2 separate regions of the Columba livia genome follow, and region 1 is linked to region 2. Evidence: chromatin contacts called from public Hi-C data. All regions are on one chromosome and are shown on one strand. The core of a region is the stretch at or near the end of the contact, and the rest is flanking DNA. Distances in the headings are between cores, read along the strand shown. Region 1 holds the start of LOC106145794 (dystroglycan 1). Region 2 has its middle 13 kb from the start of BHLHE41.

Region 1 (3,351 bases), core at 800-3,299, 390 kb after region 2:
CAGATACTTATGGGTGCCCTAAAAAGATCCTATTTGATTCAGGTGAGCTTTGAATGACACTTACCCACCTTTACCTGTGTACCTGGTTCAAGTGAGTCCAATCACGAAATCACATGAGAATGAAGTTACTCCATGATTCTTTCGATGTTTCCTGCTTCCAGTTGGTAAACAAATACTTTAAGGTGAGAGTCCTTGTTTCTGGATGAACTACATTTGTTCACAAGTTTTCCTGCTTTTAGCCACAGAGTGGCATTTTAGACGGCTTCTGGTTTTATCAAAAGGCATTTATGTAATAGACCGCCATACGTCTCTGTTGCAATTTAGCTAGAAAAGCTAATTATGAGCTCAGAATTACAGGAAGTCTCCAGAGAAGTTTTAAAAACCTAATGATTTTAAGCTTCCCTCACACGTTTATGCGAAGTTCTAGTAAGTTTATTTCCAGAGTATCGAGAAGGTACGCAACATGAAAATACTCTGCCTCATCTGACACTAGAGAACAAATAAATGATATTTACTGCTGTCAAAGCCAGTTGGTCAACAGTTACTAAGGAGGGATCCAAACAGGTGAAACGTTCACTGTCACTTCCCCACCTGAAATGCACAGGTAGCTCCGAGGGCTTTGGATCCCTGGATTGGGGCAGATGTTGTGCTGATGTTGTGCTTCGGGAGGTGGTTTTGGCCACTTTCAGCTCATAGTGACAAGGGATCTCAGAGTGTTCCCATCATTCTAGAGCACACTGATGATTCATACATGGTTACATGGCAATATTTACTAAGCTCTCAGGATGCAAATTCATTAGGAGAGATTAGTCAGCTGTCAAGCACCCATTCCCTTTGCTTAAGAATTATATTTTCTAAATAAAAGTTCTCATCTCCAACTCCAACTTCTGCCCCACCACCTACTCACTCTTTTGATAGTTTTGCAATCAGTGAACAAGGACATGCCATTATGTTTTTAGAGATCGCAGAAGAAAGGAACATGGGAGACACTGACAATGAAAAATGGAGATTTGAGCACAGCTAATTGTTTCTCAGCATTACTGAACATAATCAAAGAAATGCAACTTTTGAATTATTCAGAGCCAATCACGGTTGCAATATAAACAGACTTACCTGGATACAGATTCATCTCTGTCCAAAAGCGGTCAATAACCTCAAGCACATTCACTGAGCTCTGCACACCTGGTTTTCTGTTTTTTTCAGAGTATACTTCCAGCAGGACACACTGCAGGCTTTAGTAAGCCACTGCATTTCAGGAGATACTACACATTTTTTGTCTTTCCATATGCATGCTTACGAGCATTGATTTACATTACCGCTTCTCACTCTATCCAAAGCATACTCTATTCATTGCTAAAACGGAAGGGATCTGGGCAATGAAGCATGACAGAAGGCTTGGAAACTACTACAAAGCGCACTGCAAACACATCTACAAATGGAAGATAATACTTGTTAAAAAACAGCAGAGCAAGACCTCATTCCTAGATACATGGCCATTGAGTTTGCAGAGCCAACGCAAAGTAGTTTGTGGGTTTCAAGCCATCCTGCTGTAAGAGCTGTAACAAGACAAGACGACACCGCATGGCTTCTGCACTCGTCTGAGTTCAAAAGGTTGTTTGTGCTTTTCCAGCTGTATCAATTGGTTAAGTAGACACTGCTGCTGCCTACAAGTATTTTCCCATTGTGTGCTTTTAAATAAAGTTATGCTAGGCATGCTGTACTCCCTTCTCATCTAAAAGTTGGAAGCCACTCACAGGTTTGAGCCCCACACCTACAGGAACTATTTTACTACTTAAAAAAGCAGCATCAATTTTAGCAAGTCTAAAGTCCAGTCCTTGATGCTCCAAGGCAAGGGATACTGAGTCTCAGCCTCTCTACTCTCACAATTTGCTTGCCATATGCCATGTTCACCTTTCCCTTTGCTACCACTGTACCACAAAATCCTGGCAGGTCAGGTTACTGCGCTGTTTGTCTGGCTCTCCTCTAAGCCATATGTTGAAGGCCCCCCTGATGAGGCCCTAGTGTAGCATTTCATCTCCTAGAGACCAAGTGGGCTTTTATCACGACAGAAGCAGAGATGGGAGCAACAGCAAGTCCAAAGGAAACTGGGTTAAAAAGCGTTATGAACTGGCTTTGTACTTCATGGCATTTTCTCACGAAAAACCTCCAACTGAACGGAGCAGAGGTGGTAAGTACCAAGAATTTTAAAAGCCTATAAGCTCTCCCCAGATGTCACTGTGGCCCAAACAGACCAGCAGGCCTGTAACAGAGGCAGTGCAAGCCCTGCCACATTTGACAGCTTTCTGCTTCCCCACGAGATGAAGTTGACTGACATGCTTATGGGTTTGATTTTTGTCGTTCCCCCACAGCTCTGAGGCACGATGAAGTAGCAGCAGGCGGCTGCCAGCAGCACCGTACAGCAGCTGGGTGAGGATGGATGCTCGCAGGGACCCCACGGGCACCCCTGACAGGTTTCCTGCCTTGGGGTCCCCCATGCTCCCTCTTGTCTTTGCACTGATATCTGTGTGTGTAAACACTCCTGCTGTGGTTGCCAAGGGATCAGATAACAGACATGAAGAAACAAAGAGCCTGCAAGGAATCCCAAATGCAACTGTCCTGACGGGAAAAATATTCTATTATCCAGTGCCAGTATTTGCCTTTCAGGGAAAGATAACTCAGTACAAGGTAATGCTATTAAATACACTCCTTGGTACAATCCTGCAGCAAACAGTCATTCTTTTAATGTCTAAAACTAACTCGTTACAACTCTCCTTCTAGAGAAGTGTCTCAGATGTATTAGAAATAACTAGAACTGATGGCAAAAATCTCACCATCATTCACTGCCAATGCAGAAGTTACATACGAAGCAAATAAACAAAACCACTGCCCGACATGTATTTAATCTACCCAGTCTGAAGAATGCAGGGTCTTAAAAATGGACAGTAAGCATTGCCACTACATTAAAAAAACACAGAATACAAGCACTACACAAAAATCAAGGCACTGTGGTTCCTAGATATTTAAATGGATCGTTTTCGCAGCTGTTCCTGTATTTCTGTCCAGTTAGAACTTGAAATATGTAAAACTAGAGTAGTAGCTCCATTTCCTATCTCTAATTCTGCTTATCTGCTGTTCTTCTGTGGAGCAGGTGACTTTAGCCAGTGGTGCAGATTTGCCAAAATGGTTGGACTTCAACCCCAATACACACACTCTGCAAGGACTGCCAATGGCAGGGGAGAGCGGAGTGTACCTGCTGTGCATTGCTGCCTCTGGAAGGACACGTGCCCAGAAAACACCAGGAGTGGCTGGAAATTTCACCATCCACGTTCAGGATGGCATCTTATTCCTGGA
Region 2 (3,441 bases), core at 360-2,859:
AAGGAGTAAAAAGGAAAGTGGCAGGTAAAGGAATAAAAAGCCTCTAATTTCAACTTTTGTTCAACCCTACTCTTCTTGCAAAGCGATGCTATTTCAAGAGGCAGCCTAAATCCTTTTGCAAGTGCTACTTGGGAGTGTGCTGTACCTAATCAATAGAAACAATTGACTGAGCAGGCTGAGATTTGCTTGGTGGTCCTAAATGTTCTGGTGTTTCCACAAGTCTGATGATCTAACAATGTGTGTGCAAGTAGTAATCAACCATGACAGGCTGCCACGGTTGTCTGTAGATACCTAAGTGCCCTTTGCTATTAGGGGCTGAAGAAAGAAAGTGCGCAAGTTAGAACTGTAGGAGGGTGCCTTTTTTGGTCATTTTCTGATTCCAAAATATTTTCTACGTGTTCCAAATAAAGTTAATTAACTAACAAACAACTCAGTTGCACTTCCTCTGGAGACCTGCAAAGAATGAGCACCCTTCAACATACCTGAGCACAGAGATTCAGCCCTACCACTCAGTTTTGAGACTAAAGATCATTTTAAGGTGTTGCCATCTGAACTCATTTAGGTAATAATTGGTGCAGCTGCTGACATTTGACAAAGCAATTAATAATTTGTCGTGTGGCATTTTATCTCATGTCCTACTCAATAAAGTTCTTGCTGCTACCTTTGACCATGGTGATCTGAGGAACCGTACAGCAGGAAGTACCTGCTTCTAGGAACATGTCTCACCTTTGGTAAGAAAACTGGACTTGTCCTGTGCCAGGTGTGCAGTCACACAGGACAAGCACATACTTTGGGTGCTGTGAGCAACCACAAAACCGGGCTCAGTAGCCTGAGAAGCACGACTGCCTAGTGAAATTACTTGTTTAACGTGTCTTTGTTCATTGGAACACAACCTAACATTCCCAAGAAATAAAATCGGTCTTCTTATGTTATTATCATTGAATAACAGTGATCTCAAGCATATACATTTTTCATATATGCACACACATATATGTGTGTGTAGTGCAGTCATTGAATATCATTATCCCTTTTGTCTGCTTGGGAAACTAAGCAAGTTTCCATAGGGTCATAACAGAATTAGTATCTGCCCTTTGTCTCTGTGTACCCACATTTATATATGGATCTTCCGCTGAAAAGTCTCTTCTGATCACACAGAAATACAGAGTTGTCCAACTATGGTTCAGTGAGGCTGGAGGGCCGGCTGGCCTAGCATTCAGCCTCTAGCTCCATAGCAAGAGCTGAATGGGCACAGGCAGCTCAATGGTAAACAGCACCCTGGTCTGAAGTTACCAAAATAACCTTCTAGGATGGGAAGCTATCCCTAAACCTTCAGCCAAAGGTTAAACCTCTTCCTGGTAGCAGAGGACTTATCTCCCTTCCAAAATAAACAATCTAAGCACTTCAAAAGAAGTTACACTTAATCTTTCATTTTGCAAGCATTACACCAGGTTTGAACAATAAAGCTTTTACCTTTGAGATCTAATTAGCCTGTTTTAAACTTAAAGCTTTACTCTGCAAAATGAGTGTTCTCATCTACCATTGATTTTAGCACACTGGCTTCAGCATCTGCAAGAGTTCAGTTCCTTGTAGAATTAAGCCCATTTGTTTTAAATTTTTTGTCAGGGACTGCAAAGTGGGGAAGTCAAAATTAACAACAATAATAAGCTATTCTATGATAAAGTGTCAGGTTTGTGTTTTCTTGTCATGCAGATCATCAAGACTCTAGTTACCTCCATCGGTTTTTCACCTTTGGGATGCAAAATATTCTTAGAGCCTGAACTAAGAATAAGGGAAATTTTCCTGGCATTGCTCCATCTCATTGTGGCTATAGAAATAAACGCACACGCTCTCTGATGCACAGCAGATGGGCTCACTGCATTTCACTTCCTCCATGTCTGATTAAAGCCAGAAGGTGAAAAGGTAACTGTGGGGTATTAGTAAGAGGGACTTCATCTGAGTGATGCAGTTCTGGGGTGGTTGTGGTTGGGGTTAAAATTTGACTCTGTTCTGATTTCTTTTTCAGGTAACAGTACTTAGCTTATTGCTTCTCTTGTCAGCACCCGCAAATTACCTGTTTTGCTAATAAAGCTGTGCACCAAAACTGGAAAGAGCAAACTGTGATTATATTTAGATTTGAAGCCACCCATGAAACTTTAGTGGTTTGAAACTGTACATGCAAAGAAGTTGCCATTTCACAGTGGTGTTCTTGCTACAATTCACTGCTGCATGGCTGAATTGCAATTCCAGCTACCTCATGGTACTGACAACAGGCATAGATCAAAACGGTTCCTGTGCAGCACGTAGTTGTGCAGCATGCAGCCATGAAGCAGTGGTTCAGAACTGCCTCTCTGCTCCTTCTGGACCAGCCAGAAGCTTGAGACTCTCCTGTAATGTGGAGGTGCCTTCAGTCAAAGGGGCAAGTGTGCATCTCAAAGGCACTGTCACGTGGACTCATTGGGACCATCTGAGGAAAGGGAGGAGATCCCTCTTTACAGGCTTGTACAAATACAAATTATTTGACTGTACCCACTAGGGAAAATGCTAGGGTAACTTTACCAGAGTGTCATTCCAGACCAGGCAGCTTTGTTCCTGAAGAAGGTGCAGGTGATCTCTGAGCAAACCAAAATGATCTCCAGAGGTCACTTCCAACCCCAACCATTCTCTGAACCGTTCTGTGAGGGGACACGCGGTACCTTCTCATTGACTTCGACAGGCATCTGAGTTGCCCTCTACCCCTTTGAATGTATTGCCCTGGGGTTACTAAACTCAAGCAACCCCACGACACTACTGTGTACTTTTAAAAATAGTTACTGCAGAGTCAGCATGTTCAGCAATCACAGCAAAGAGCTGGACTCCTGGAAATACCTTCTGGGCCTGGCAGGACAGTGATGGGAGCACGCTTCCCATAGATGGCTCCTGGGCCATGGCACAGAGATTACTCTCAAAGGTCATTTTAAGTAACTGTGCTTACTTTGTAATTTACAACACTGGAATTGGCACTATGACCAGTTGTGTCAGGCATTTCGCAAAACCACTTCACGTTTTGCAGACAGGTGGATATAGTTTTACCTTCTTATTCTGCTGGTCTATAGAACAAACTGCAAACCAAATATAAAATTTCTCTGTTATGCCAAGGAGCAGGAACACACGCAGCCTGGGGTTACACAATCACTTTTTTCTTTGCAGATGGACTAGGAATGCCCACAAGGATTATCTAATGATGGCAGCTTGTTAGGCCGTGATAACTCCTTGTCCTTCAGATGTCAGGAGATGTTGAAGGATGCCCAGGCAGCCTTAACTCTGACCCTTGCCCACACACTTTCTGGTACTCTTCAGTTACCTTGGTAGCACCTATAATAGGCAGTTCTTGCCTACTCATCATACCTTTTCTATTTTTTAAGCAGTCTAATATTAAATAGTTTTTTCCTACTCATGTTTATA

The links. Hi-C and Micro-C count contacts between places; a contact is called where the count stands out from the background.
Region 1: a contact with region 2 is called in a Hi-C map of liver, with 3 times the contacts expected there. The contact joins the promoter of LOC106145794 here to the enhancer-like site in region 2. A contact is called at or near these places in 2 of 2 Hi-C or Micro-C datasets (crop and liver).

Annotation. Positions count from the first base shown.
Region 1 is chr1:136,537,360-136,540,710 of bColLiv1.pat.W.v2, forward strand. LOC106145794 (dystroglycan 1) reads left to right here and starts at 2,050. Exons shown (of 6, transcript XM_021293900.2): 1 at 2,050-2,188; 2 at 2,370-2,685; 3 at 3,149-3,351. The coding sequence starts at 2,434.
Region 2 is chr1:136,149,137-136,152,577 of bColLiv1.pat.W.v2, forward strand. No RefSeq gene overlaps it. Among named protein-coding and RNA genes, the nearest start is that of BHLHE41, 13 kb to the right of the region's middle. Within about 2 kb of position 1,610, at least 1 of the 3 cell types and tissues checked has an H3K27ac peak away from gene starts, as active enhancers do.